Regions from separate parts of the Mus musculus genome. Here all the other regions are linked to region 3. The links are chromatin contacts, called in public Hi-C and promoter capture Hi-C maps. All regions are on one chromosome and are shown on one strand. Each heading gives the region's core, a stretch centred on a gene start, on an enhancer-like site or on the middle of the called end of the contact. The rest is flanking DNA. Distances are from core to core; before and after follow the strand shown. Region 1 holds the start of Ivns1abp (influenza virus NS1A binding protein). Region 2 holds the start of Niban1 (niban apoptosis regulator 1). Region 3 holds the start of Arpc5 (actin related protein 2/3 complex, subunit 5). Region 4 holds the start of Edem3 (ER degradation enhancer, mannosidase alpha-like 3). Region 5 holds the start of Glul (glutamate-ammonia ligase (glutamine synthetase)). Region 6 holds the start of Swt1 (SWT1 RNA endoribonuclease homolog (S. cerevisiae)).

Region 1 (4,216 bases), core at 907-3,406, 1.4 Mb after region 3:
TTTTAGAATAAGAAAGAAAAAAGAAGCAAGACTGGGATGTTCTAATGCTGAGGTACTTTTGGATATCCAGGCTGACATCAGAAGTGTAAAGAGTACTGTTACAGGGCTAGAAACATTAACACAGTGGTAACTGAACCAGAAATCACTCCAATAATACTTTTAACACCAACAGAAGGTAGGAATATGCTCAACCTTCAAAAATTCCTACCTGCAGCATCTGACTATACCATCAAACTGCTAAAAAGCTAGAAAACAAAAACAAACAAACAAAAACCCAACCAAACAAACGAACAAAAACAACAAAAAACCCTCTGGGGTAAGTCACATTAATATCACTGGCCAAGACAGTCAAGAAACTTTTTTGAAAAACTAAATTTATATGGCACTTAAAACATCCAAACAAGAAATGCAAAAACAAGGTCAACCTCCCACCAATAACTAAAATAAAGCGTGAAATGCTGTCTTTGGAAAAGACAAAGTTAGAAGGCAACTATAAATTAAGACAAAGGCTACAGAAATGGGAATCTATTAATTAACTCAAGATTTCACTAATTAGGAAATCAAAAGAAAGCCACCCCAGGCCTCCCTGCAAGGAAGCCACCAAAGTGTGGGTTTGATATAATGCCTGCTAGGTGGCATTACAGCATATTGGTTTCAATCCAGTTCTACCCAGTCAATGTTTACATCCAGGCTTACAAATAAGTCCTTTAACATTTTAAAGATATTAAAGACTTAGCAGGATTCAACCTGAAACTATTTTCTTAGTTATTTTTTTCCTAAGTCAACCACTGGTGTTAAAATTAAAGAAAATATGGCTAAGGTGATTTAGTCCGTGCGGCTTGTGTGCTCTTACTTCCAGAGCTATGGTGTATTGCCAAAACAGGAGACCACAACAAAACTCCTAAGAACTTGATATCTGGGTGTTCTAACCTCCACTACTGACAGACATTAAACAAAACGTTGCCTTTTAGGCCGTCCGACTTCTTTTTGATCGAAATGTTTGCTCTCCGGAATCATTTATCTGCAACTTATTGAGGGAAAGGCGGAAATATTTCTCAAATTTGTGTGTGTGTGTGTACAGATTTCCTTACGTTAATCTCCACTCTGACACTCCCCGGTGTCTTATCAACGAGGTCCTTTACCCAAAAATAGAAAAAAAAAAAAAAAGGTGATCGGACGAAAAGCCTGCTCTCCACCTATTTCTTTCAGAGAACATGGAGCCTGTGCCCCGGCGCGCCGGGGACCCCGCGCTGCAAGGCCTGGGGCGCGCTCTCGGCGGGTACAGCGAGGCACCCGCACACCCCCGGCCGCGATTGGCCGCGATTGGCCGGCGGCGCAGTCACTCAGAGCTGACACGTCAGGGCAGCCGCTCCCTCGCTCCTCCCGCCTCCTTTTCCCCGCGCTTGGCAAGAAAAGCGGGCAACGTGGAGCTCGAACAAAGGACCCCGTGGTCCACGGCGACCAGGGACTCCGTGCCACCCCACGCCTAACCCCTGGAACCGATGCGCTCTGAGGGCGGCTCTGTGTCCCCACGCGCCGGCCGCGGGGAGTCTTAGCCCGGAGAGCCCCAAACCGCAGCCGGCACCTCGCTCCTGACAGCGGGAAACGATGTCTACAGTCCTCGGTGGCCGCCGCTCTCATCCGGCGGGTCATCCCTCCTAGTCCTCCGCCGGGCCAGGTCCCGGGGACCCTCCGTCACCCAGCGCGGAAGCCTGACGATCCCCGCCCCGGCGGAGGAAGGTCCGGGACCACCGCGCTCTTCCCCCGCCAGCCGGCAACCGAGCCGAATGCGGAGCCCCGCGATGCCCGTGTCTCCCGGGACAGCGGGACGCTCCGCACCACCACCATCTTCCCACCCCGCCCTCTCCCTCCCGCGGCGCCCGCGTACAGCGCGTTACCTGGGTCATCTCTGAAGAGATGGCGAAATTCATCTCCAGAGCTTCGACGGGCTGCAGGCGGAAGGCGCTGGAAGGGGCTCGGGGCGACCGGGCGGGAGGCTGCGGGCTGAGGAAGACCAGTGGGTACTCGCGGGAACTCGCTCGCCGCCACGACGCGCCCAGCACCTCCGAGCGACTGACCGACCTCCACGCGCGTCCCGAACACACTGCCACCGCCGCCGCCGCCGCGCGCGCTCGCGCCGCACTCCCTCGCACGTCACCACGTGCGCTGCCGCCAACGCCTCCCGGCCGCTTCCGGCTCTGATGCCTGAGCGAATCACAGGCGAGCTCCCGGGAAGATCCCGCTCTGAGGCTCCGCCCCCGGACAGGGCCCCGCCCACCTCATAGCTCTTTTCCTCAACCGCCCCCTCCTTCCTTCTCGGCTCAACTAGGTCAGCGCAAGGTGATCCGGGAGAGCGGGGCGGCGGGGACCGCTCCTCCTGTTACTTATCGAGCGCGCGCTCCCTCCCGAGCCTCACACCCTCGCTTCGCCCTTTTTTTTCCACTGTCCAGGAACTGGTTCCCTCCTTCCTCTTCCACCTGCCCTACCTTCTCCAGAGATCCGACGTGGCGATTAGAGTTCTCAGCGTCACACTGACTTCTAGGCAACTAGCCTAGACTGGAGCTGCGTGTTGTGGGAACCCCGCGGCAGTAGTTGAGCATCAGGCTCTTACCTTGGAGGTGGAGGGGTGAGAAGAATGGAGGAAGAAGGGATAAGTCAGAGGAGGGCCTGAACAACTAGCCCCTCTATTGGCCTGCTTTGGGTGAGCATTCAGTGAGTGTGTTTAAAAAAAAAAAAAAAAAAAAAAAAGGTGAAAGAGATATTATCGGTGTGCCATAAAATGCGTGTTCACTTCTACTTTTTGTCCCCCTCTGGTATCAGTTCCTGATGTCTCGACTTCTTTGGACAAAGAAAAGTAGCTTGGGGAATTGTTAGTCCCTATCTCTACCCCCTGGGGCCTTTTAACCCAGGAGCCAAGCCCAGTCATCCACCCACCTTGCCCCTAGGAGGCAGGCAGTTGTTTAGGTCAAATGTGATTTAAGCTGGGCTCCACTTCTTCATATGACTCTGAAGCACATGCTGGGAAGTTTCCTTGATTGAAGATGAGGGGATTTGGTGAGATTATATCCAAAGGTCTATAAAGTATACACATAATCGAGTTAGGTAAAGGTTTCCAGATTAATGCTTATACTGGTTTATAGAGGGCGCTTACACAGTCTAGACCTGACTTTGATCATCCCGCTTAATTTGTAGCCATTTCTTGGAGCTCTTTGACAATGCTTCCTACCCTTCTTTAATGTGTTAGCGGGTAGGAAATAGAAATTGGGAGGGGGGTCTTCATTACTTTTAAAAAATAAGATCTTGTGGCCAGGAGACGTTTCTTTTTTGTTGTTGTTTCACAAAAGGAGGAAGTAGAAACTGAGCTGTCAGCTAGTATGATTATGTGTCTTAGAGAAACTGGCATTTGCCGTCCAGCTTTTCTCTTTGATAGCACATTACTTTTGTTGCAAATGACACTATTAGGGACCTGGATTACTGAGCTCCTTCTGGCAGTGAGAGAATATGAACTGCCCACTTGGGACAGGCACATGACTGGCCTGCCGGACACATGGTCCTACTTGCTGTACACTAAATAGCGTCTTTGTAATCTGGAACAGTCAACACTCTCTTAAAGCGACAGTGTGATCGGAGTCAGTGCATTTTGGCCTTCAGTATTTCCTGCTCTATGAATCCTGGCATAATTTTACATAGTATCTGTCTTTCAGGCATCTCAGTATGTATAATAGCCACTGACACTTGGAAGTGAGCCATAAATGATTATTTGCATTCTTTGTAATAGTAACAAAGGACATAATGTTGATCTCGGGGCGGAGAACATAGTTTAGCAGTAGAGTGCTTGCCTAAAGCACCAGGGTGCTTGGGTTTCATCTCTAACACTGTAAACACACAAACACATTATATACACAGATTTTCTAAGACTGATCATTATTAATTTATTTGGGTGTATGTTTTATGTCAGATAAGTTGGGAATTGGTGACAATAATCACCTTTGTTGTTTCTCTTTGATCATGCTTCAGATATTGTCCCATACTGAATTCTGGCCAATGATTTGTTTATTCTCAATGTACTTAATTCCTAGGGCTAGTGTAACAAATTATCACAGACTGTTTTAAGAGAAAGATGTCTGTGTCCAGTTATAGGAAGTTAAGTCTGAGATAAAGGGACTAGTCAGAGGTTCTTTCTCTAAGACTAGGGAAGGATCTGCCCCAGGCCATG
Region 2 (4,146 bases), core at 1,132-3,631, 1.2 Mb after region 3:
TTTTGCTCACGGGCTAATGCAAGCCCCTTGTTAGTGTTCTGTGTCATCTCTGAGCCCAGCACGGGGGGGGAGGGGGGGGTGAACAGTGAAGAGTAAAATTAGCAGGCTTAGTCTTAAATAAAATCTCCATCTTTTCTCCCTGTGCAGAGGGCCAAGACCACCACTGAGGGACAAGTGACTGAGCTTGTCCCCTCACACTGATAACTCCCTGTCCCGAAGTGAGCAGAAGCAAGAATCTGGAAAATCAATTATAGCTCCTGCCTTGAATCTGCCTTTATATGGCACCCTTTAAAAAGGTTTTGAAACACTATGACTGACAACAAATACAGAATTAATAAATGAATAAATGTATTTCTTTTAGATATAATCTTAAGGGCCAGAAAGGGGCATCAGGAAAAAGTTCACTGTTTCTTCTAAAAAGTTAAAGTAAAACTTGGAGCTTAATACATACTTTTTAAAAATTCACTTTACATCCTATTCACTGGCCCCATCCCAGTCACCCCCTCCCACAATGCTTTCCCCCGAACCCCTCCCCTTCTCCTCTGAGTGGGTGGAGGCCCCCTGGGTACACCCCTACCCTGGCACATAAAGTCTCTTCGAGGCCAGGCACATCCTTTCCCACTGAAGGCAGCCCAGCTAGAAGAACACATCCCATGGGCAGCTTTTGGGATAACCCCCTTCCAGTTGTTTGGGAACCACGTGGAGACCAAACTACACATCTGCTACATATGTGCAGGGAGGCCTAGGTCCAGCCTGTGTATATTCTTTGGCTGGTAGTTCAGTCTCTGAGAACCCTAAGAGTCCAGGTTAGTTGACTCTGTTGGTCTTCCTGTGGAGTTCCTATTCCCTTCAGGGCAGCAATCCTTCCTCCTCTTCTTCTATACGAGTCCCCAAGCCCCATCCACTGTTTGGCTGTGGGTGTCTGCATCTGTATGAGTCAGCTGCTGGTTGGAGCCTCTAAGAGGACAATCATGCTAGACTCCAGTTTGCAAGCATAACAAAGTAAAGGCTGCTCACTCTCTCCCTATCTATTCAGTATAGTACTGCAAGTTCTAGCCAGAGCAATAAGACAGCTAAAAATTATCAAGCGGATACAAATCGGAAAGGAAGAAGTCAAAGTATCGCTATTTTTGGATGATATCATAATATACATAAATGACCCCAAAATCTACCAGAGAACTCCTACAGCTGATAAATTCTGCAAAGTGGCTGCATATAAAATTAACTCAAAGAAATCAGTAGCCCTCCTTTAATACATACTTTTCAAAGTACTTGGGAAGCCAGGAGTGGGGCACTAAATTCATAGCTAGCTGAATGTCTGTGGCTGAGGGCAAGATTAGGGTGGGTGGGGTAAGAACCAAACACAACGAAAGATAAGAACTCTGGATTTCCTGCAGTTTCTGTGCCACCGAGTTTTGGTTTCTTCTGCCTGTCTCTCTCTTACTGAATCACTCCGTAGGTCAAGATCTCCTAAAAAGATGTTTCTCCCCATCTATAGCTTTAACAACTGTTGCAAAAACACTCCGAGCTTCCCCTTTTGTTTTCCTCCCTCTCAGGGGAAGGAAGGGAACCATCCAACCTGAAAAGGTAAAGATTTCATCCTTTCTGCTTCTGATGAAATCGCCCTGCAATTGGTGTGAAGTTCAGGAGAAGGTGTGGCCTGCGCTGCACTTTACAAAACCAGGCCAATATGACCCGGAGGGAAATTCTGATAGCCCAGGAACTCCCCACCACTACCACTAAGGAAATCTCAAAACTCGAGGGGATAACCCCAGTAAACCTCTAACCTTTGGAAATTACTCAGAGCCAAGTACAAACAAGAAAGATGTCTCCCCAGCAGGGAAGGAACAGATTCTGAGGCTGGAGGGGCACAGGGCGGGGGCAGGAGGGGTGGAGTGCGAGGGGGCACCAACAAAGTTCTCTCCAGCCACCCTGGGAGTACCTGCCTCTCACGTGTGTCCTGCATCATCCCGTCCCTACTCTCTACCCCACCTGAGTCGCGGGTGCTTGAAACAGGACACCGGGGCTCCGCTCCCGGAGGCGAGCGCAAGTCTAGGAGCCCAACGCCCGCCGGTAGCACCAGCTAGCCAGTGCTCCCTCGGAAGATCAGCGTGCAGGTGACCAGGCTAGCCCTGGCTCTGCGCCACCCTGCCGCCCTGGCCGCCGTACCTCGGATGTAGGCGCACTTGCCCTCGTCCAGCTGGCTGGAAGCTGAGCCGCCCATGGCCGCGGTGCTGCACGGGAGGCAGAGGACTGACACCAACTGCGCCTGCTGCTTGCCGCTGAAGGTGGATGTGTCAGGGAACTGGCTCTGTAATTAAAGGGCCAACTTCCTTGAGAGGCGTCGCCGGCCCGGGCGCCTCCTCCAGGCCCGCGCCCTCGGAAGATGTGTGGGCTGGCCCGGGGGCTGTCTTCCCGCCCTCGCTGCGCTGGAACCCCGGGGGCTGTCCTAGGAACTCCAGGGAGTAACCATAGTAAAAATACTTTCCTCCTTCTCGAGACTGACTTTTCACCAGTTTGGGGACAGCCCAGACCCATCGTGGAGGGAGTGGAGAGAGCGGACTTCTTCCATGTGACTGTAACTTCTCCCAGATGGAGATTTACAGTCCCACCAGGTGGAGGTCAGGAGCCCTTCCCCTTCCTGTTCTCCAGCCACCTGTCCACAGATCCCCCACTCCCATCCGCATCCCCACCTCCGGAATTCCCTTGCACGGAAGTATGGGAACCTTGGAGAGTCAAAGCTTCTTGTAACCAAGCACTTGGATTTGAGAGATGGGAACTGAAGGGGAAGCAGGGGAGAGAAATGGGAGAAGCCAAGGCCGGTTCCACACACTAAGTAAGCCCTGAACCTGCCTACGACTCCAGGGAGTCTGTCCTGACACCTTAACCTTCAAGTCTTCTTACCACGTGGTTTCTCGTATGCAAGGCCACTATCTCTTCAGCTTGGCCGCCTCAGGCAAGAACACCCTGGGCAGAGGGGTCATCCTGATTTCTTTCTGTTCTTAGTGGCCAGGAGTTTTACAATTCCTATCAACTTAACCAGGCCTAAAGAGGACTTTAAGGCTTCTCCACAGCTGCCTCTAAAGTTAATTCACCAGAACTTTAACACATATTTCTCACAGCTCACACACCGAGTCTCTCGCACCCTGTACACTAGATCATCAGTAAAATCCTGTCGAGTCTAATTTCAAAATATGTCCAACGTCCAGGGAATTCTTACCATCTCCACTGCCCTCGTTTCTCACATTAAGCCTCACAACAGTCTAACCCGGCTCCGGGCTTCAAAGGAAAAGCCAAGGGTCTATTATAGCCTGAGGGGTGGGGGGCTTCCCCTCTCATTTACCAGCGTTTCTGTCTCTGCTCTCTAGGTTCCAGCCCCTGCCCTGCTCGCTCCCCTATGCCAAGGTGAACCACTTGCTCAGTTTTCCTCTCTGGGTGCCTCATTCATTCAACTCTCACAGGCTAACATCTTCAGGCTCATGAACAGAGTGCTGCTAGTAGCATTCCTGGAGCTCTGGGTTTGCACCTCAGCATCTCACAAACAAGGTGTGCCAGTGCGTATCTGCAATTCCTGCACTCTGGGAGGCGAACGAACGCTGGAGGAGTGGGCTACATGGAGAGTCGGAGGCCAGCTTGAGCTACATGAAAAGCAGTATCAAAAAGAGAGAGAGAGAAAAAAAGAAAAAGAAAGGAGGAAGGAAATAAGGAGAATAAAAGGAAAGAAAAAAGAAAAGAGAAGAAAAGCTAACAACACCGAGAGACTTCGCCTGAACCCTCCCTAAACACCAGCCATGGTGGTGTGAGTGTTTACTCCCAGGACTCAGGAGGGACAGGCAGAGGCAGGCGAATCTCTGATTTCAAGGCCAGCCTGGTCTACAGAACAGGTTCCAGGACAGCTAGGGCTACACAGAGAAACAGTCTCAAAACAACAACAAACATACAAACAAACAAACAAAAAACCAACCAAACAAAAAAGTTTAAGGGCCTGCACTCAGTAAAAGCTGGGGTCTCAGTGACTACAGAGTGCTTCTGGGTAGCCACTCAATGATTTAAACCGCTCAGTGTTCAAATCTAAATTTGAGTTTAGAAACGTGACGTCTGATTTATCCTTCTTCTCTCTTTTGTGCAGTCACGGGTGGAAAGATT
Region 3 (4,386 bases), core at 1,028-3,527:
TTTACAGGAATATTGGTTTTTGACTTGACTTTCTGCACAGTAACAAAAGTTACTATGGTCATTATGTTCGATATTAGAAACTGCATGGGTGTGTTTCCCACATGTCAACCAATGGTAAAAATACTGGAATTAAACAATAGATTTAAAAAAAAAAAGCAAAGACTGTTTTGACCTCAGTTCTATCAGTCAAATAGATTACACTTTCCAGTGAGATACACGCAATTGTCTAGATGGGTATTCAAGAAATCTTAAGACTATGTGTTAAGAATTATTAGGTCACCAAATGATGCAGTTTACCAACAAAGTATACCACTTGTCTGTGTGACTCTTGCTGGAAAACAACCCTAGACTTTATACTGAAACTACACTGTGTATTAACTGAAATGCTGGCTGATTATTCTGGCAATCAGAATGGAAGAATAGCTTAATATGAACAGGGCTCTGGATGATGTAGTAACCCGCACGACCTGTAGGTGGCAGCTTACTTTATTTCCTACAGGTTATTCAAACTGGGCTGGACCATCCATACCTACTCAGTCTCTGAAAGCACTGGTGAGTTAGCAAGCAGGGGAAACGGAAGGCCAATCAGACTGTCAGAACAGACAGTCATTTCCCTAAAAGGAGAAACAGAGTCACTGGTTCCTCCATCTGTAGTACCCGACCAATCTGAAGTCTCTCCTAGTTAGAACCAGAGACAATATCTTTATATTTTAAAATGGATTGACAAAAAGGTAGACTGAATTGATAATGAACACAGCAGTAGGAATCACCAGAAATTACCTAAAATACATTAGTTTAATAAAATATCATATATCCACCATAAAGACTAAAAAAAAAAAAAAAAAAAAAAAAAAAAAAAAACCCAAACAAACAAAGAATAAGCTCACCATTTCTGTGCAAAGGGTCTAATAAAAAATTATCTACAGTAGGTAATAAACTACTGTCAAGCCTGCATGGTCTTTTAAAGAAAAAAAAAACCCAAGTATTTTAACAAATAATCAAATTAGTAACAACTGTGAAAGTTATGGTAATGAAAGTTAAACCTATACTGCACATATATGTACGTTTGATGCTGTGGTTACCACTGTTTTTGCTCACTTTCTTCATTATAATCTAGTAGAAAATTGATGAGGGGAGAGCTGTATGAACAGACTTAATGAATACGATTTTTCTAAAGCTCCAGTTTGGATTTTTGTAACATTCTATTTTTCTAAGGGATCGATGCAAATGAATTTCGAGGTTATGAATATTCAGATATGCAAACCAAGGAACCAGGAACTGACAGCCATGTTTTAACTAGAAGGGAAACAATTTCAGAAAAACAATGTTGATTTATAGAACCGACTCATTCTCTGCTTTATTCACTGGGGTTCATCTTATATTATTCCCAGGGATTCTCTGCATGCATTCGCTATCCCTTTTTTAGTGGCCTTTTCTTAGCAGGTGAAAGGTTCCAAGCTTTAACTGGGAATTTTGGAGAAGAAAACTCCCTTCGGCTCGTTCATGAATTATAATGCCACCTTGCCAAAGCCCTTCTCTCTTAATAAACAATGCTGCCGATGAAATAGCCCCGGGGCTGAATGTACCGAGGGCCTCGATTTGCGAACCGCTCCATCTCTCCTGGCTAGGGATAAACTATCCCCGCTCCGCCAACCACACACACCGGACAGGAAAGCAAGACTCCAAGCGGGACGCCCGTGTCCCCACCGGGCAGAGACTGGCTCAGGTGCCCACTAGGACACCAGCGGTGCCCCGGGGAGGGCGCGGCCGCTTAGGACCGCGCACCTGAGGAATCGGGGCGCCGCCGGTAAGTTCGCCGGCGCGGCCGCGGGGTACAGGCGGCCTGCTGGCCCCGGGAGCTCCTGTCCTCCGTCCCCACCTAGAGCCGGGCACAGCCGGTCGCGTGGCCCCGCGTCCCCACAACCCCCGGCCGCCGCGAGCGTAAGGATATTGCCGTAGGCACGAGTCCACCTCGCCCTCGTCGGGCCCGGCCTGGCCATCGCCGCCGTCCTCCTCGTCCACGAACTTGTTCTCGTCATATTCGTCCACGTCCACCTTCCGGAAGCGGGCCGACGACACCGTGTTCTTCGACATCCCGGATCGCGACGCGACGCTGGCCTGCCCCTCCGCGGTGCCTCTCCTTTAGCGAGCCCAGCCCGGTCCGACTCACTTCCCTCTTCCGCTCTGGGGCGTCGCCGGCAGCCGCGGCTTGCAAGCTTCTGGGCCTGCGCGCTAGCGGGCTCGGCCTCCTCCTCTGCTTGCAGCCATCCTTCAGCCCCCGCTCCGCCCCCGCGTCCCCCGGGAGCGCGCGTCGGCAGGGGAGCGCGCGGGACGCACCGCGCACGCGCGGGCCCGCTGCAGGAAAGGGGCGGGGCTGGAGAAGGAGGCGGGGGCGGCGGGTCGACAGAAAGCTGGCAGAGGCGGCGCGGAGACGCGATTGGTCGCCGGGGAGCATCACGTGATGCCCGGGACGTTCCCATAGAAACGCTTTTCTGCGGTCCTGCCTTGCGGGGGGTCTTGGGCTGGAGGCTATGGGCACCTCGGGAGCGTGGCCTGGAGTGCTGCTGCCGCCGCCGCTGTCGGTGCCAGCCGCTGGTTGTTGGGGTCCGGTGTGAAGTGTGGGTGACCGGACTCGCGCGTGGGGTGCGATGGACTGGCTGCAGAACCTAGTCCCCTGCAGTCTGCAGGAGTATGAGGCAAAGTGATGCCCAGCTCGGAACTAGTGATCGGAGCCCTCCATTCGGACCGTGCGCCGCCGGGGGCTGCCTTCCCGAGCTGAGAGCCCCTTCCCCGGCTTGGACTCTTGGCACGCTGTCGGTGGGAGGTCCCCAAGGACGGAATCGAAAAGGTCACTTCTTACCTGTCAGTGCTGTGTGACAGCATCGCGACCGGACCTGCAGAATCTGAACTAGGTATTCTCTCCATCTGGAGGGAGGGAAAAGACGCTTGGGCCAGGTAGTGAAATTGGGGCAAACTTGTAGCATTTTCTAGAATCAGTCATCACATCTTAAAATAAGTAGTTATTTGGAGCAAGAATGCCAGAAGAGGGTGGGCGAGTTAGGCTCTTCAGTGCTGAGGGAAAATAGCGAGTGCAAGGATTAATAGAGACTGGACTTTCAAGGTTGTTATTTATTGTTTAAGGTTCCTGGAAGCACGTCAAATCAGCTTTTTGCTATATTCCATATTCCGGTTTGTGAGATCAGAGCTTCTGTTGAGGAGGCAGAGGCACAAAGATTAATCAAATAATAGCTGTGCTCTGTGTAATATACCGTAGTACAAGTATTTACAGAATAAAATTAATTCAGACATTTGGCTTTGCCCTGCTTCGATGCAGAACCACCTGGTTTCACGTATAGCAGAAGGCTGGATGTCATCCTGTTGAGTTTTCTCGTTTGCTCTGCCGTACTGGAAAAGAGCACTGGGCTTGGGATCAAAAAGCAGGCTGAGTCTCGACTTTTCTGCTCTCATAATCTGCATGATTGAGGCATGTTGCTTAAAAATTGGAACCTTGGATTTCTTAGTACTAAGATGGGGCTAATGTGCTTTTCACAAGGATGTTCCCAGGGCTCAATACGTGGAAATGCTTCGAAAAGACTCTAAAATTCTGCATATGTGTGCAATGTGTTATGGGTTATGTAGCACGAGCTTCATAAACTACCTAATGATAGGTTTTATTCTTGCTGGGGAAAGAGATCCCAAGATTCTGAAGGGCTGAATCTAATTTTTTCTTATGTATCTTTTTTCATATAAAATAAAATTAGGTATTCAGAAGGTAGTTAGTGCATGCTTGATGAGTTAGTGAAATATAAAATATATAAAAACATTGGGAATAGAGACTCAATCAAAAAGAGAAAGACGTCAGGATCAAACAGTTGTTGATCATAGGCACACACATGTGTATGTATGTGTTTATGTAGAGAGAGCGCTGTATGTGAAGTGTGTCCCTTTTCCTTGTGAAGAAGCAATGTGGCACTCCCTCTAGGTTTATCATTCAGTTGATAGAAGTGACATTTCCTTGATTAACACTCACATTGTCAGCTAGTAAAAACTCTCGTGTCTTAAGACAGCAAAGGAGACATGTCTCCCTGCCAGCAGTGCTTACTTTAAAAGCCTCATGCTGGAGTATAAGAACATTGTTACGGTGATGGCATTATGTAACTTAGGATAAAGATTTGTTTAATTTTTTTTTTCTGTTTCAATCTTGTGTAACTCCCATAAAAGCTGCACAGCATACTCTTTTAGATGTTAAAGCTGACTGTACTTTTTGTTCTTTTAAATTGAGATTTTCTTTGAAGAGAAAATTAAACACTAGATGCACTGTTGAGTGCAGATGGAAACGAGGATTTAAGAGCTAACATAGCCATTTCCAAAGCCCTAGTGTTTCCT
Region 4 (4,585 bases), core at 495-2,994, 1.0 Mb after region 3:
GCACAGTGGAGATAGCATCCACCTCGCGATGGAATAACAGTTTTAGAGATGGCATGAGTTAAATGCCAACAAAGTGGGAACATCATTAAAATGTCACAAAATAATACATTAAACTTATAAAGGAAAAGGCAAGAGTCTAGAATTCACTGGTAATTTTGTTTGAATAGATAACACTTCATCTTCTTTTACTCACATTTTTATTTGCTCTGTGATTTAAAAATTAGTATAGTTCTTTTGCAATGGCGGAAGTAAAGAAGTATCTACGTCAGAACCTAATGGCTCCACCTCCCTTTGTGGGATAAGTTACCTGTTATTTTTTCCTGAGTTCAGGCAACTATTTTTTCTTATAAAATAATATGCTTTCTATTTATATATTAACCTACAACTTGCTTTAGTACAGAACTCTTTCTAAATGTATGACACCCCCCCCCAGCCTGTTCTGTTCTGTCAAAATGCACCCCTTTATACACTTATCTCTAATTGTGTCTTTACTTCTGTAGGATAGATTCTCCAGAGAAAGAAATGAATCAAAGAGCAAGCACAATTTAAAATTCTGGAGTTGGTGTCAATAAGTCACGTGGTTTACATCCCCACCAGTTTTCTCACCTCTTCACTAATCAGCAGTGCATTCTAGTGTTCTGTGCTAACCTACCAGACAAGCAAAACCCACCCACTTCACTGTTTTAATAAGCATCTTTCGCAGTCAACTCGCCGTGCTACTGACAGGCACACATTTCCTCTCCTCTCACTTAACTTCACGGTTTTGCCAAAATCCAGAGATTCTCCACTTCGTTCTTAGTCACTTGTGCCACTTCGGATGTATTCGAATTACTGGATTAAATGCTATAAATAGTGTTTTGGAACACTTTTAAGCCTCATAAAACTACTCTAAGGGGGTACACTTAATCGAGGCCTCTGAATAGCATCAAATCGCCTGCTCTAGCTCACAAGTGCCATTTAGGAAAGAAAACACAGCAAGGGGGATAGTGAAGTCTGAAAAGTTCAAGTTCCGGTGAACGCCCCTTTTCCTTTAACAGGTGTAAGCACCGCAACATTTTCCCGCTGGGAGCTCACTTGGGTGAGACATCCAACCCTGCCTCCGCCACCCAGGCGGTAGCCCCTCCACCAGCCCCTGACATGGCAGAGGCGCTGACACAACACTACATATGTCACAGGCTGCCCAGGAGACACTCGACAGCCCCCGAGGTCACATCCCGGGGATCAGCTCCCATCGTCCTGGACCCCGTCCACCGCACCGAGGTCCTCCAGCCTCACCAGCTGTTACAGTCACCACAGAAAAAGTCCACAGTGCGCCGGGGGCGCAATGACAGGCACCTCCACTGCTGGCAGCCGCGCGAGGAAACCCACCCGGACAGCCACGCACCCTTACCCAAGCTTCTGCTTCTCTTCCCTACTCATGGGCGCGGCCCCTGCCGTGCACACGGACGTGGCCAACACCAGACAGAGCGCGGCCGTCGCTGCCACCAGGCTCCATGACGCTCGCTGGGGGACCCGGCACCCACAGCCCCGGCAGCCGCCGGCTTTGCTCATGGCCCCGCGGTTCCGCGCACGCGCAGCTGCTACACCGGCACGGTGGGCCACATTGCGGGCTGCCGGCGGCGAGGAGGCTGCGAGCCGTGTCGAGGGCGGACTGTGGAGTGAGGCTGGCGGCCGCCGGCGCCAAACTGTTTGCCGAAGTCACCGAGCCGGTCCCCCAGCGCCAGCGCTGCCACCACCCTCCGCCCTCCACGGCTCGGAGCACCGCCCCCAGCTTTCCGGTGTCGTAGTCTAGGAAACCGCCTCTCCAAGGCTACTTCCGGGTAGAGCCGAAGTGAGATAGCCTCGGGACCAATGGAGACAGCCTCGGAGAGGGGCTGGCCGCAGCTACAGGACCTAGCATTGGCCCAGAGAAGCGGGACGTGGACAAAAGGCGGGACTGGGCAGGGAGCTGTCCCTTCGATCCACCTCCGACCCCAGGAGTTGCCACCTAGGAACTACTAGTCCCAAGGTGCACCGCTTCCTCCAGCTTGACTACAGACCTACGCGCAGGCGCCTTGCTAGATTTCTGCCTAGTAGCGCCCTGCGTTCTGGGACTTGTAGTCCTATTCTGTAAAGGCCACGCAGGTTCCAGGCGTTCTGTGTTCCGCAAGACCTTTGGCCAACCCTACCTCGTCGGTGGGCTGCCCAGTCCTTGAGACTCGTGAGTGCTTTGCCATTCTCTTCCTGAAGATTTTTTTTTTTTCCTGAGAGCTGACAGAATGAGACTTGCCCCCAGGTCGGTACCGAATGCCTGGGTGAACAGTGAAAATATTCTTCTGCCCTCGAGAAAATGACAACAAAACAAAACAAAACAAAAACTAGGAAATGAACAACAGCTAAATGACTCGAACCTTTGACGACCATGTGAGAGTTTTACTTTCATTAGCGCATATACACAACTCTAATATGTATATATCGTCCTTCTACTTTTGCACACGTAGCTTGAACTTTTGCACAAAGGCTTGGAAGAAGTTAGCAAACACTAATCTAACTCCTGAATTACTCCTCTAATTCAGTACCCCAGCAACTAAGCAGGACACTCAAAATGAAGGAGGCCAAGCAAAGCTAAGAACGTGATTAATAATAGTTATCTTAAAAGCCCATGAAGGAAAGAAGTGTACAATGCAAAAGTGATTTTTTTTTTTTAATTTAGTGAAGACTAGATGTTGTAATGAGTTGCAATGGCTGATTGGCAGGCTAACTGTGGGTAAAATGACAGGTGGGTTTCTCTTGCAAAAGCACATGTCTTTCTTTTGTGCCACTTCAGCAGGTGGCGGCAGAGTTGAGGAGCTTGGATGTGACCTCTGTGGCCACAGTAAATTTCGTATTTGTCCGTTCAGCAATATCGAGCTATCTGAAACCTCTTGCTTTTAATGCCTCACCACTTAAGTCTTATCTCTCTGACCATCCGGGTTACAAAATAACCTTTCTTCCTTCTCTCCTCTTTCAAAAACGCAGGTGTTTCCTGAAGGTTCTGTTTCGACTCCTTTGCTTCTTTGTACTCTCCGGGTTTCGCTTTAGTGATTTCTGACACGGATTAAGTCACCTTGTTGCTCGGATTGATTTCTAGATTTATATCTGTCCTGATCATTGGCCTTACATTCAATTTCCTTTCTGTCTGGTCCAAGAGAAACTCAAGTGTAAAATTATTTAATGCTTCAGACCTGTTTACTCACCCTCTTCTTTCCTAGTGTCCAACCAGTGGGTAAATCACCCAGATCCTTATCGCTACTATCTTTCAGACCATTGCCTTTCTAGTCCACATTTTCCTAGTTCCAGCTCTCATTATCTCTTTGCTGAACAGTTGCAACGTCCTAGTCTCCTCTACACTGCCACAGAGTAAGCTTCGATTTGCAAACCCTCTGAATTCCTCCTCCCTCTGCCTTCGATCTGCCCCTGCCCTCAAGTTCTATTCGACTACGAAGTAAATTCTCACACTCTTTTCCTTTCTTTATCTTTGCTCTTCTATCTCCTCTGTTATTCTGTAATCTTTGCCCCACGCCCACAAACCATTAAGACTTGGCTTAGATTCCATCACCACAAAACAGTTCTAAACCTTGCAGAAAGTGTTCAAACCACTCTCCTTCCTGTTCTTCCACAGTACTCTGTGTCTCTATTAGTGCATTTTTACATCCACTAGATTTTGATCGTTTGAGGGGTATTAACCAGCTTGTTTCTAAATAACCAGATTATTCTAAAAGGCCTAGTGCTGTGTCTCCCCCACTAGACATGTTCAAGAAGTGTTGATTTCTTATTCCTTCAGTTTCCTCACTATAAAGTGAGAATAATATGACCTTTCCCTGTAATCATATGAATACTGTACACATGAGCTCATTTCTGAATGATGTTTATCCCTTTTACAAACCTGCAATCCTGCATTGCTGCCATCCCGGATCCTTGTTGGCAGCCTTAATGACGAAGTTAGCTAAGTAAATAAATACCTTTGAGTTGGTGTGGATGTGGCATAGAGAACAGGACAAGCCAAAGTTCAACACCAATCAGCTAGTATTTGAAAACGAAGAACAAAGACAGTAGAAAAATACCTAATGACTTTCAGATGTATTTTCAAGTCAGTTATTTGAAGGAACTTATTGGCAATAACTAGGTTGATTTTAATATTATGATCGTTATCATTATTACTATTTATTATTAGACTTCTTGATGTTCTAATCATAAAGACTTCTGAGTCTTTGGGTCTCAATAAGACAGTAGTGATCTTGTTAAAGAAACAACGAACTGAAAAGGAAGTCCTGGCCTCAGTGTTTATCTTTCTGCATTTTTGCTTGTCTCCCAGCTAACACTGAAGTTTTAAAGGCTGTCATAAGTAGGCAGGACACCTTCCTTGTTGACTCCCTGAATAATAAGCGTCTTTTCCTCCCCACTGTGATTCAACTTCTAGCCAATAGTTGAGTCCATGTTTCACTAACCTCTGCAAAATCCGAAATAGGAAAATCTGGTGTGACCTAAAAGGAATTGGGAGTTAACATTTCTAAGCTGGAGATTCATATTCAGTATGGAAACACATTCACAAAAGTACATTTCAAAG
Region 5 (4,190 bases), core at 890-3,389, 1.1 Mb before region 3:
GACTGGTTTTTTGGTTTTTTTTTTTTTTTTTTGAGACAGAGAAATCTCAACAAGCCCTCTCTCTGTCCTAGTAATTACTTACTCATTATTTACACCAAGCTTTCCTCAAAATCAGAGGATCTACCAGTCTCTGCCTCCTGAGAGCTGGGATTAAAGGTATGCCCCCTCCACACCAGGCCTCAACTGCTGACTTCATTACTGTGGTGAAAAGCCTTACTCCAGAGACAGATTTCAATGTGAAAATTAACAGTATTTGACGATCCCACCGGATAATATTTTCTGGTACGTAGAAAAATCCCACTTCTAAGTTTACAAGCCACAGGAGTCGGGGCAAGATCTTCGATGAATGTGAGGCTACAAAAAACCAGCCTCAAAACACAAGAGGAAATGCCCCCCTCCCTCCCTAATCTCCCCGGATAGCTGGAGAGGGAACATATTGTTCTCCTCCAATGACTTGGGCAACTTTCTGAAGTACAGTGGCAAAGTTTCTATGGGCAACCGTCCATGTTTGCCCAAGTGAAAACAACTGCCTCTCCCTCCAAAAGCCTCACCCTTCCCCCGGGGAACAGATGAGCCTCTGCTGTCAAGTCCGATGCAGAACCAAAGCCTCTGCCTACACCACTTAGAGGCCCGGATTGTAATTCTAGATGGCTTCAATTTACACCACTCATCAGCTTTCCTCCTCTGCCGTGCCCCCCGCCCCCCACACACACACATCCAGCATTAATGAACTGTTAGGGGAACCTGAGTTCCTCCTCTGGCCCTGGTTCCCTGAGACCAGCTGGGTGCCAGCAGCCTAGTGTACATAGATAGCACCAACTGGTGTCCCTGTAGTGCAAAGTGGAATGGGTTCTTAAAATTCTGAGTAGTTTCTGCGGGTTGCCAGATGCACCCGGGGTCCTTCGCCCTGACTTTTACTCACCCCAGCCAATGAGAATCAAATGCACTGGGGTTGTACTCTCTAGACCTCCTCTTTTTAGAGCAGTGTTCATGCCTCTCCTCGTTCTCGATTTCTCGCTGGTCTAAGCAACGGAGCTTTTTGGGCGAGGGCGATGGAGTGGGGGACCCAGACCGTTCGGAGGGGGAGGTGCTGGAATAAGACGGGTGCGATTTAATCTTAACCCTCGACTTCTCCCCGGAGTTCACAGAGTAGGCAACGAAGCCTAAAGTATTAGAAGGGGACTCTGAGGACCGAGAATCTCCATCTTCTACGTCTTCAATGGTTGGTTTCTTTGAGTATTTGCGGCTGGGGGAGGATCCCCGCTTCCCGCCCCCGGAGGAGTTGGGGCAATCCACTTTGAAAGCAGCCTTCCCACTAAAATGTCCGGAAAGTCGGTGCCGCGACCCTCGGGCCCGCGTAGATCTCAAGGCCTCTCCCAGGGGGCCATACCCCGGCGAGGGTAGAGGCCGGGTGGCGAGAGTGGGGCGACCGCGGGAGGCACAGCGCGCCGCTGCTGCCTCCGCTTGGCGCGGCCTCTCCACTGCGGAGCCCGCCGGCCACTCCGGGGCTCCGGCTCTCCATTGTTCGGTCATATGGTAAAGGCCTAGGACACGGCGTTGGGAGCTGGGGAGTGGTGCCATCAACGCTTAGGACCACCATCCTCAACCAGACCACCCACAGCGTGACGACGCCCCCCAAATGCGCCGCCAGGAAGAGAGGATCAAGGCGCCTGCGCCCACCTAAGGCAAGAACCCTCTCCCGCTGGGACCACCGGAAAGCCCCCATCTCAGCGTGAACCCCAGCCAACGGCGCCTGCCTCCCGGGGCGGCGCCTCCGGCCGCAAGTATAGAACAGATCAAAACAACCCGCAACCCCGCCCTTCCCGGAGCTTGGCTCACAGCGCGTCCTAGGAACACCAAGCAGAGCCGGCCCGGGCCGCACGCTGCAAACACGCGGGAGGCACGAGCGCTGCATCCCGCTCCGTACAGCAGCTGACTGGAGCTGGGAAGTAGAGTGCGACCCCACAGCCCGGGCGGCCGTACATTCCTGGACCCTCCGTGCGCTTACCAGAGCGGTGGCCGGCCGGATGATGGATGGGTGAACAGGTCAGGAGAGCGAGGCGGAGAGGAGATGGGTGAGCGTGCTGTTCAGACACTCTGCTCTACTCCCATTCTCCGCTCTGCAGGGTCGCTGGCTGCTCGGTACTTTTTATTGACAGCTTGTGCCCGCCCCCAGTCGCCTTGATTGGCTGACCTAGGCCAGGAAACCCGCGCCCATCAGCTGCTGCGCGCCGGGGCCCTGAGGCCATTGGCCGAGGAACTGTGCGGGAGCCTCAGGGTGGGGCGAGCGAGACCCAGAAGAAAGAAAGAGAAAGGGGAGTGGGGGAGGGGAGGCAGCGGCGGCTGGAGGAGGGCCAGGGCCGAAGGTGCAGGATGCATTTGCAGCTTGCGTTCTTAAGCGACCTCTGGACCCTCGGACCCAGGCTGAGGCTTCCTCAGAGTCATTTGGCCTCGGCTCTTTGCTTCCTTAACGGTACAGAGGTTTTCGAGGAGATCTGTCACTGAAAATCCAGAACCCCAGAAGAGAATTTTACCCTTTGTTTGTTGAGCGAGCCTGGGGACGGGTTGGGCTGGGGAGAGGCAGGGAGCCCTGATCAGGCGCGGGGAGAGAGAGAGAGAAACACGATTCCCAGAACCTGGAGGACCCTATCTTCCTGGTTTCCTGAGTGGATTTGGGGGAAGTGGTCAGACTGTGATTTCACGGTTTAAACACAAGTGTGATGTTTCTATAAAGAGGATTCTGGACGTCCATAGTCTATTTGATGTTGCCTTGTGTGTGTGTGTTCCCGTCTCTCAGCCTTTCCTTGGATCTGCAAAATAAAGCAGATGGAAGGACTTTCAGAGCAGTTGACCGGGAAAGCAGGGTGGCAACATGCCTTTAATCCTAGCACTCAGGAGGGAAAGCGGGGGTGGCACACGCCTTTAATCCTAGCACTCAGGAGGCAGAGGCGGGTGGGTCTCCTGAGTTCGAGGCCAGTCTTCTCTACAGAGGGAATTCCAGGACAACCAGGGTTTCACAGAGAAAACAAACAAAAAAGCAAGAGGGGTGGGGGGAACCCCTGGCTTTGCTTCCCAAGTTGTTTTTAACTGTGTGTGTGTGTTGGGGGAGAGGGAATGAGAGTTTTCTCTTTCCTTTCTTAACCCTGCAGTGATGGCTGAGATAGTGTGTGAATACTGTAGTGAGACAAGCTGAAAATGTGCACAGAATTTACCTGTAAAAAAATAGACGTGGCCCATATATTGTTATTAATGCTATGCTCTGAGCAGTCTCTTTCTAGTACATGAAATCCACCTCATGGCTGGGCTTTATCTTTCAGGACTTCTGGCATTCGAGATGAAGTTTTCTCTCTAGATGCCAGAAACCCACGCTCTCAGTGCCTTTGGAAGAGGAAGGGATGAAGTTTGTGCTTCTGCTTCTGTGTATGCACCACAAATATGAAAAAGAAAGGTTGCCTGTGACCCCACACACATAGCTCGGCCTGTTAGGTCAACCTCTGTCAATTTCCCCTGAGTGTGTCTGACACAGTGGCTCACAGAAGCAGCATGCCCCACAGGTGGGGATTTGAATAGGCTTTGGACCAGAAAGGCACCTTGCAAATTCTGTGTCCTAGTCAGTACTGTGTGAAGCGTTTTACCATGAGGTTGTTCAACAGCGGGGCTTCACGTCGGGCAAACCCAAGTTCATTCTGAGTAGTAGCCAAATTAGTAGCCACACAAGCTCTGTCTTAGCATTTGTAGCGGGGATGACAGTGGGACCTGGAACATGAGGAGTGTTAGGAAGACGATGTCATCTCATAGGTCAATATAATCTGAAGAGACTGAGTCGTTTCTTTCCATGATTACTCTGTGTGTGCATGCATGTATGCACACATGCACGTGTGTGTTATACACTGCATCCATATGTGTAGAGGTCAGAGGATGACTTTAGGTGTCTTCTATCACCCTCTACTTTTTTTTTTTTTTTTTGAGACAGGGTCTGACATTGAACTTGTAACTGCAACTTAACTAACTTGGTTGCCCGGTGACTCCCAGGGATCTTTCTGGATCTGCCTCTGCACAGCTTGAAGAAGTTACCTGCATTGCAGATGACTTCTTACATGGTTGCTGGAGATGAACTCCGGGACCCTCATTCTTTTGAAGAGAGGACCCACCAACGGCACTGTGGCACTGGCACTGCACCCCCCCCCACC
Region 6 (4,213 bases), core at 569-3,068, 1.3 Mb after region 3:
ACAGGCATACATACCATGAGGAGTCACTATGCCCCATGAGGCATTTTAAGGCATTAAAATGGTGAAGAAGTAAAGAAGCATTCCCCAAACAGCTGAACTATGTCCGATTTAAACATGATCAGGTGGGTGGTAGCTATTCCCTTAACAGTGTAAAAGTCCCTATCCATCAGGTTGTATGTAGAGGGAGAAAAGGCCTTGTTTTGCACTAAAAGCTGTGATCCCAAATGATGAGTCTACTGGATGATTTTTGTCTTTCCTGGGATCAATTCTGCTGCTCTTGAATGTGGTTGTAGAACTGCAAAATAATTCTCTTAGATTATGACTGTTTTATGTACATTTAACCCCCAACTGGCCTAGAAATATGAATTAATTCCTCACGCGATAATTCAGAAGGAGTATAAAGATCCATTTATGGACCACAGATTTGTTGAAAAAAAAAACAAAACTCGTTGAATTTTTTTTTTTTAGGCCCGCTGTGCAAAATGTTAAGAAGATCCTTAAAATGCTAATAATTATCAGTCTTATGTTTCTTATATGAACCGAAAAACCACCACTCGGAACATGTATAAACACATTCAGAAAATAAAAATATGGGCTATACGTTTTCACGATCGTTGTCCTTTGGAATGAAGTACAAAGCTCAATTAGTATTTGGCAGATACAAGAGACGGAGTTTCTATTCTCGGGAGCAAAGTATACTCCAGCAATGAGACAAATCCATCAGTGTGTATAAGTCCTGACTGAAAAATGCTTTCAGTTTCTCAATCTTGATCTACTACTACCTTAGTACCTCCATTACTGTAACACAGTGGAAAGTTTTAAAACTATTGTAGACTGGGTTGAGATGGAAACTACTAAAGACACTAACGGACACAGCCACTAATTTCATTGTTTATTTTTCTCTGCCTCACGCCTGGCCTTCATATATCCTTCAGGATGATATCCTCGAGGTTTATGGAAGAAGTATCCCTTTCCATGCTGTATTCCTTTTACTCTTACCTGCCGCTCTGGTTCCTCCTCCTCCTCCCATTTTTCTAAATTTGCCTTTCCACATTAAAAAAAACACCCTGGAGAAGGGCCTCCCCTATTCCCCAGCGAGGCATGGTTTCTCGCTTCTCTGCGGCAGAGAGATCAGGCCGTCTGCACTTACTGCTTTCAGCCTCCTCGGGGACAGAGGCTAGGGACGGGGACAGGGCCGGAGCCGGGGCCGGGGCAAGGGCTGGGGCTGGATCCGAGTCCGGCGTCGGAGCCGAGTCCAGAGCCGTATCTGCGGCCGGAGCTGGGACCGGAGCCGAATCCGGGGCCCGGGTCGGGACCCTGACCTGGGCCTCCTCCTTCTCCTGGGGTAGCAGCTCCTCCTCCGCCATATTCTCCATAGTTACGGCCTCCGAGCCAGGGGACGCGGAGGGGACTCGCGGCGGAGTGGGTTAATAGACGTTAATGCACACAGGGCTGGATCCAAGGGCGGGGAAGCAATTGGGAAGGCTGTACGCGTGCCACAGACAAACGGCGGAGCTCCAGTGACCCAACCCTGTCAGCAGAAAAACTGAAAGCCAGAGGCAGCGGTTCGACCCTTCGCCGGCTTCCCCTTCCCCGAGGCGTTACGACGCCACCACAGACTGCGCAGAAGCGTGTGGCGGACAGTGTCCAATGAGGAAAAAGAGTTCCGTTTCCTCGGTACGTCCTCTGCATCACTGGCCGCCACCGAACCGAAATAAGACTACAACACCCAGGAGGCATCGCGCCTCATGGGCGGTGCTCAGTTCCGGTCCTTGGAGGAAACACACACAGAGCGCCGAGAACTCTAGAATTGCCTGGAGCGTTCGGCTCCTGGCGGGGGTCCGAGTACAGAACTACATTTCCCAGTGTGCAGCGGGCTCTGGGAAGGCGCTTTGGGTGTCCGACTGGTCCGGGGAATCGCCACTGTCGCTGTGGCTGCTGCTGCCGCGGACTCAGGTAAGTTAGGGTATTCCGGGCGCGTGGACATCTCTCTGGGCGACAGCTTTTCACTGCTGGCCTCCTGTACCCGGACGTCGGTCGGGCTCGGGACCCGCGAGCTGAGGTCTGGGCCGGGCGACTGCGGGGGCTGGTCGGAGGTCGGCCGGCTCGTGGAGTGTGTGGCCGGGTTGCTCCAGCTGGACCTGAGGCGGTGGGGGGACCGATGGCGGCTTGTGTGGGGGTGGGCCGAGGCAGTTTATGAATCCCAGAAGCACTTTTCTGTCAGCCCCCTGAGGTAGAGTCCTGACTCCGCTCTCCACAACTTTCCCCCCCACAACTTGCGACCCGGACGCTCTTCACTTTTTCAATTTTGCCTCTAGGTTAAGGATAGCAGAATAGGCGCGGTGTGGTTGTAGGAGATTGTTTTGCAGTTTTGACCTGTTTTGTTTTGTTTTTTTTTAGGCTTTTACTAACAAATGTATCACTTTGATGCATTTCAGATTCTCTAAGGAATATGGCCAGGGAATCCTCTGCGCCTCAAGTTTTATAAATATATATATCCTGGACTTGTTTATCACCGAAGTCTTATTTGTTCTCTTCACTTTATTTCTAATAAGCACACTGGAGCAGACTGGAAAAACAAAACAAAAACAACCCAAATTGATCTTTCTTTCAGGTTGCCTGCTTCGGACTGTCTTGAGCGTTTAAGGCAAGAGGGGAGGTTCTCAGGTTTTTTTCCTCTGTTGGGAAACCATAGGAGACGGTGTGTGATTGTTTGTTACTTTGAAATGCTGTCTGGAAGTTTTGCTCTCTCATTGTCCTTCCTAGTTGGAGTGTTTGAAGGTGTTTTTCCTTCCCCAGTTTAACGTAAACTTTGTCCCCACCAGTCTTTTGCAAGTTCTAAAGCCCTTAAGGGCTACGAATGTACTTATCTCAGTGGTAAAGTATTTGCTTAGCTCCTTAGCTTAAAGGTCAGAAGCCTGGCCCCACAAGACGACTGAAGGCCTTTTAACCGCTTTTGGACTAGGATTCCTATGTGGGGAGTTAACTATTTAACGATTAAAAGTGAGACAATAGCACCTATTACAACCTGTAGAAATGGTAACTAGGACCAGAGAGATTGTTCAGTGGTTTAGGTCACCTGCTTTTCTTGCGGAAGACTCTTATCAGTTCCCAGCCATCCACTTGACAGATGGAAACCATCTGTAACTCCAGGTCCCAGGGATTTGATGCCCTCACAGAGACTTGAATGCAGACAAAACACATAAAGCACATAAATACATAATATATTAAAAAAAAAGAAATGGTATTATTTTTAATTGACAGAACACCTCACCCCACCTCACCCCTCCCTCTGCCTTTGGTATTCATAACAGGCACTGTGTCTTAGCTCTAAATGACATCCTTAGTACTTGTAGTACTTGTTTTTTTTTTTTTCCCATTTATAAAAAGAGTAAATGATTAATTTGAGAGCTTGACTCAATATTTTAACCTTATTTAACACCAGCTAGAAAACAGATGACAACAATTTAATGTTAGCATGGGGATTCTGTGGCAGTTTAAATTCAGAATTTCTAAGCATGAGGGAATTTTCAGTTTAAAGGCTTAGGAGAGTATATTAAGCATCAGTTGCATTACTGCATAAGCTATCTTATATTTTTGTTTGTTTGTTTTTTCACATCAAGGTTTCTCTGTGTAGCCCTGGCTGTCTTGGAACTCACTCTGTAGACCAGGCTGGCCTTGAACTCAGAAAAACAGCCTGCCTCTGCCTCCCAAGTGCTGGGATTAAAGGCGTGCGCCACCACGCCCGGCCCTGTTAAGCAACAATAAAAATAATTTCAACAGTTTTTGTGGACCAGGAATTAAAAATGAACTTCCTGGCTGTATTAGGATTTGGGTCTTTAACGACGATATACTGAAGCTACCTGGTAGATCCACTGTTGTCAGGTAAAGACTTGACATGGGTCAGCTTCAAAGTTACTCACATGCCAGAAACTTGATTTTGGTTGCTGGACTATTTGAGTGACTGTGTTGTGGAAATGTCAGTGAAATAAACCCTCCTCAAGTTGCTTTTAATCATGGTTTTTATTATAGCAATAGAAATCCTAGCTAATATATACCATGCAGTGGCTTTGATTATACGGGTTAGTCCTGTTTATTATGGAAGATGCTATATAAGCATTATTGAACCAAAAGCTGCAATGTTTTAGGTGAACAATCTTATGGCAGGACATTTTAGAATTTTTCTACCTTTGATCCCTTTTTGCTTGAAATG

The links. Promoter capture Hi-C pulls out the DNA fragments that hold promoters and counts their contacts. Hi-C and Micro-C count contacts between places; a contact is called where the count stands out from the background. Capture Hi-C pulls out chosen DNA fragments and counts their contacts.
Region 1: a contact with region 3 is called in a promoter capture Hi-C map of liver, with 3 times the contacts expected there. The contact joins the promoter of Ivns1abp here to the promoter of Arpc5 in region 3. A contact is called at or near these places in 1 of 39 promoter capture datasets (pre-B cells), 1 of 484 Hi-C or Micro-C datasets (CD8 T cells), 1 of 115 datasets of contacts at active chromatin or transcription factors (thymic regulatory T cells) and 1 of 9 other capture datasets (liver).
Region 2: a promoter capture Hi-C map of liver shows a contact between it and region 3, with 3 times the contacts expected there. The contact joins the promoter of Niban1 here to the promoter of Arpc5 in region 3. A contact is called at or near these places in 2 of 39 promoter capture datasets (cranial neural crest and liver) and 1 of 9 other capture datasets (adipose tissue).
Region 4: a promoter capture Hi-C map of liver shows a contact between it and region 3, with 8 times the contacts expected there. The contact joins the promoter of Edem3 here to the promoter of Arpc5 in region 3. A contact is called at or near these places in 14 of 39 promoter capture datasets (the 3T3-L1 cell line, the C10 cell line, the HPC-7 cell line and 10 more), 9 of 484 Hi-C or Micro-C datasets (B cells, CD4 T cells, CD8 T cells and 4 more), 2 of 115 datasets of contacts at active chromatin or transcription factors (astrocytes and cardiomyocytes) and 3 of 9 other capture datasets (adipose tissue, liver and macrophages).
Region 5: a contact with region 3 is called in a promoter capture Hi-C map of pre-B cells, with 5 times the contacts expected there. The contact joins the promoter of Glul here to the promoter of Arpc5 in region 3. A contact is called at or near these places in 1 of 39 promoter capture datasets (pre-B cells) and 3 of 484 Hi-C or Micro-C datasets (CD4 T cells, CD8 T cells and regulatory T cells).
Region 6: a contact with region 3 is called in a Hi-C map of regulatory T cells, with 7 times the contacts expected there. The contact joins the promoter of Swt1 here to the promoter of Arpc5 in region 3. A contact is called at or near these places in 4 of 39 promoter capture datasets (the C10 cell line, liver and pre-B cells), 4 of 484 Hi-C or Micro-C datasets (B cells, CD4 T cells and regulatory T cells) and 2 of 9 other capture datasets (adipose tissue and liver).

The regions. Positions count from the first base shown.
Region 1 is chr1:151,342,438-151,346,653 of GRCm38.p6, reverse strand. Ivns1abp (influenza virus NS1A binding protein) reads right to left here and starts at 2,156. Exons shown (of 15, transcript NM_054102.2): 1 at 1,899-2,156. It also overlaps the pseudogene Gm10138.
Region 2 is chr1:151,569,608-151,573,753 of GRCm38.p6, reverse strand. Niban1 (niban apoptosis regulator 1) reads right to left here and starts at 2,381. Exons shown (of 14, transcript NM_022018.3): 1 at 2,170-2,381. The coding sequence starts at 2,224.
Region 3 is chr1:152,764,433-152,768,818 of GRCm38.p6, reverse strand. Arpc5 (actin related protein 2/3 complex, subunit 5) reads right to left here and starts at 2,277. Exons shown (of 4, transcript NM_026369.2): 1 at 1,952-2,277. The coding sequence starts at 2,094. It also overlaps a transcript of Rgl1 not described here.
Region 4 is chr1:151,752,533-151,757,117 of GRCm38.p6, reverse strand. It overlaps Edem3 (ER degradation enhancer, mannosidase alpha-like 3), which reads right to left and starts at 1,744. Exons shown (of 20, transcript NM_001039644.2): 1 at 1,391-1,744. The coding sequence starts at 1,551. 2810414N06Rik (RIKEN cDNA 2810414N06 gene) reads left to right here and starts at 2,100. Exons shown (of 2, transcript NR_151475.1): 1 at 2,100-2,275.
Region 5 is chr1:153,897,878-153,902,067 of GRCm38.p6, reverse strand. Glul (glutamate-ammonia ligase (glutamine synthetase)) reads right to left here and starts at 2,139. Exons shown (of 7, transcript NM_008131.4): 1 at 2,009-2,139. Gm38440 (a long non-coding RNA gene) reads left to right here and starts at 2,292. Exons shown (of 2, transcript XR_387481.3): 1 at 2,292-2,473; 2 at 3,318-4,190. It overlaps Mir8114 (microRNA 8114), which reads right to left and starts at 2,142; the gene lies at 2,032-2,142.
Region 6 is chr1:151,426,040-151,430,252 of GRCm38.p6, reverse strand. It overlaps Swt1 (SWT1 RNA endoribonuclease homolog (S. cerevisiae)), which reads left to right and starts at 1,818. Exons shown (of 20, transcript NM_025819.4): 1 at 1,818-1,956. It overlaps Trmt1l (tRNA methyltransferase 1 like), which reads right to left and starts at 1,711. Exons shown (of 15, transcript NM_026876.4): 1 at 1,151-1,711. The coding sequence starts at 1,376.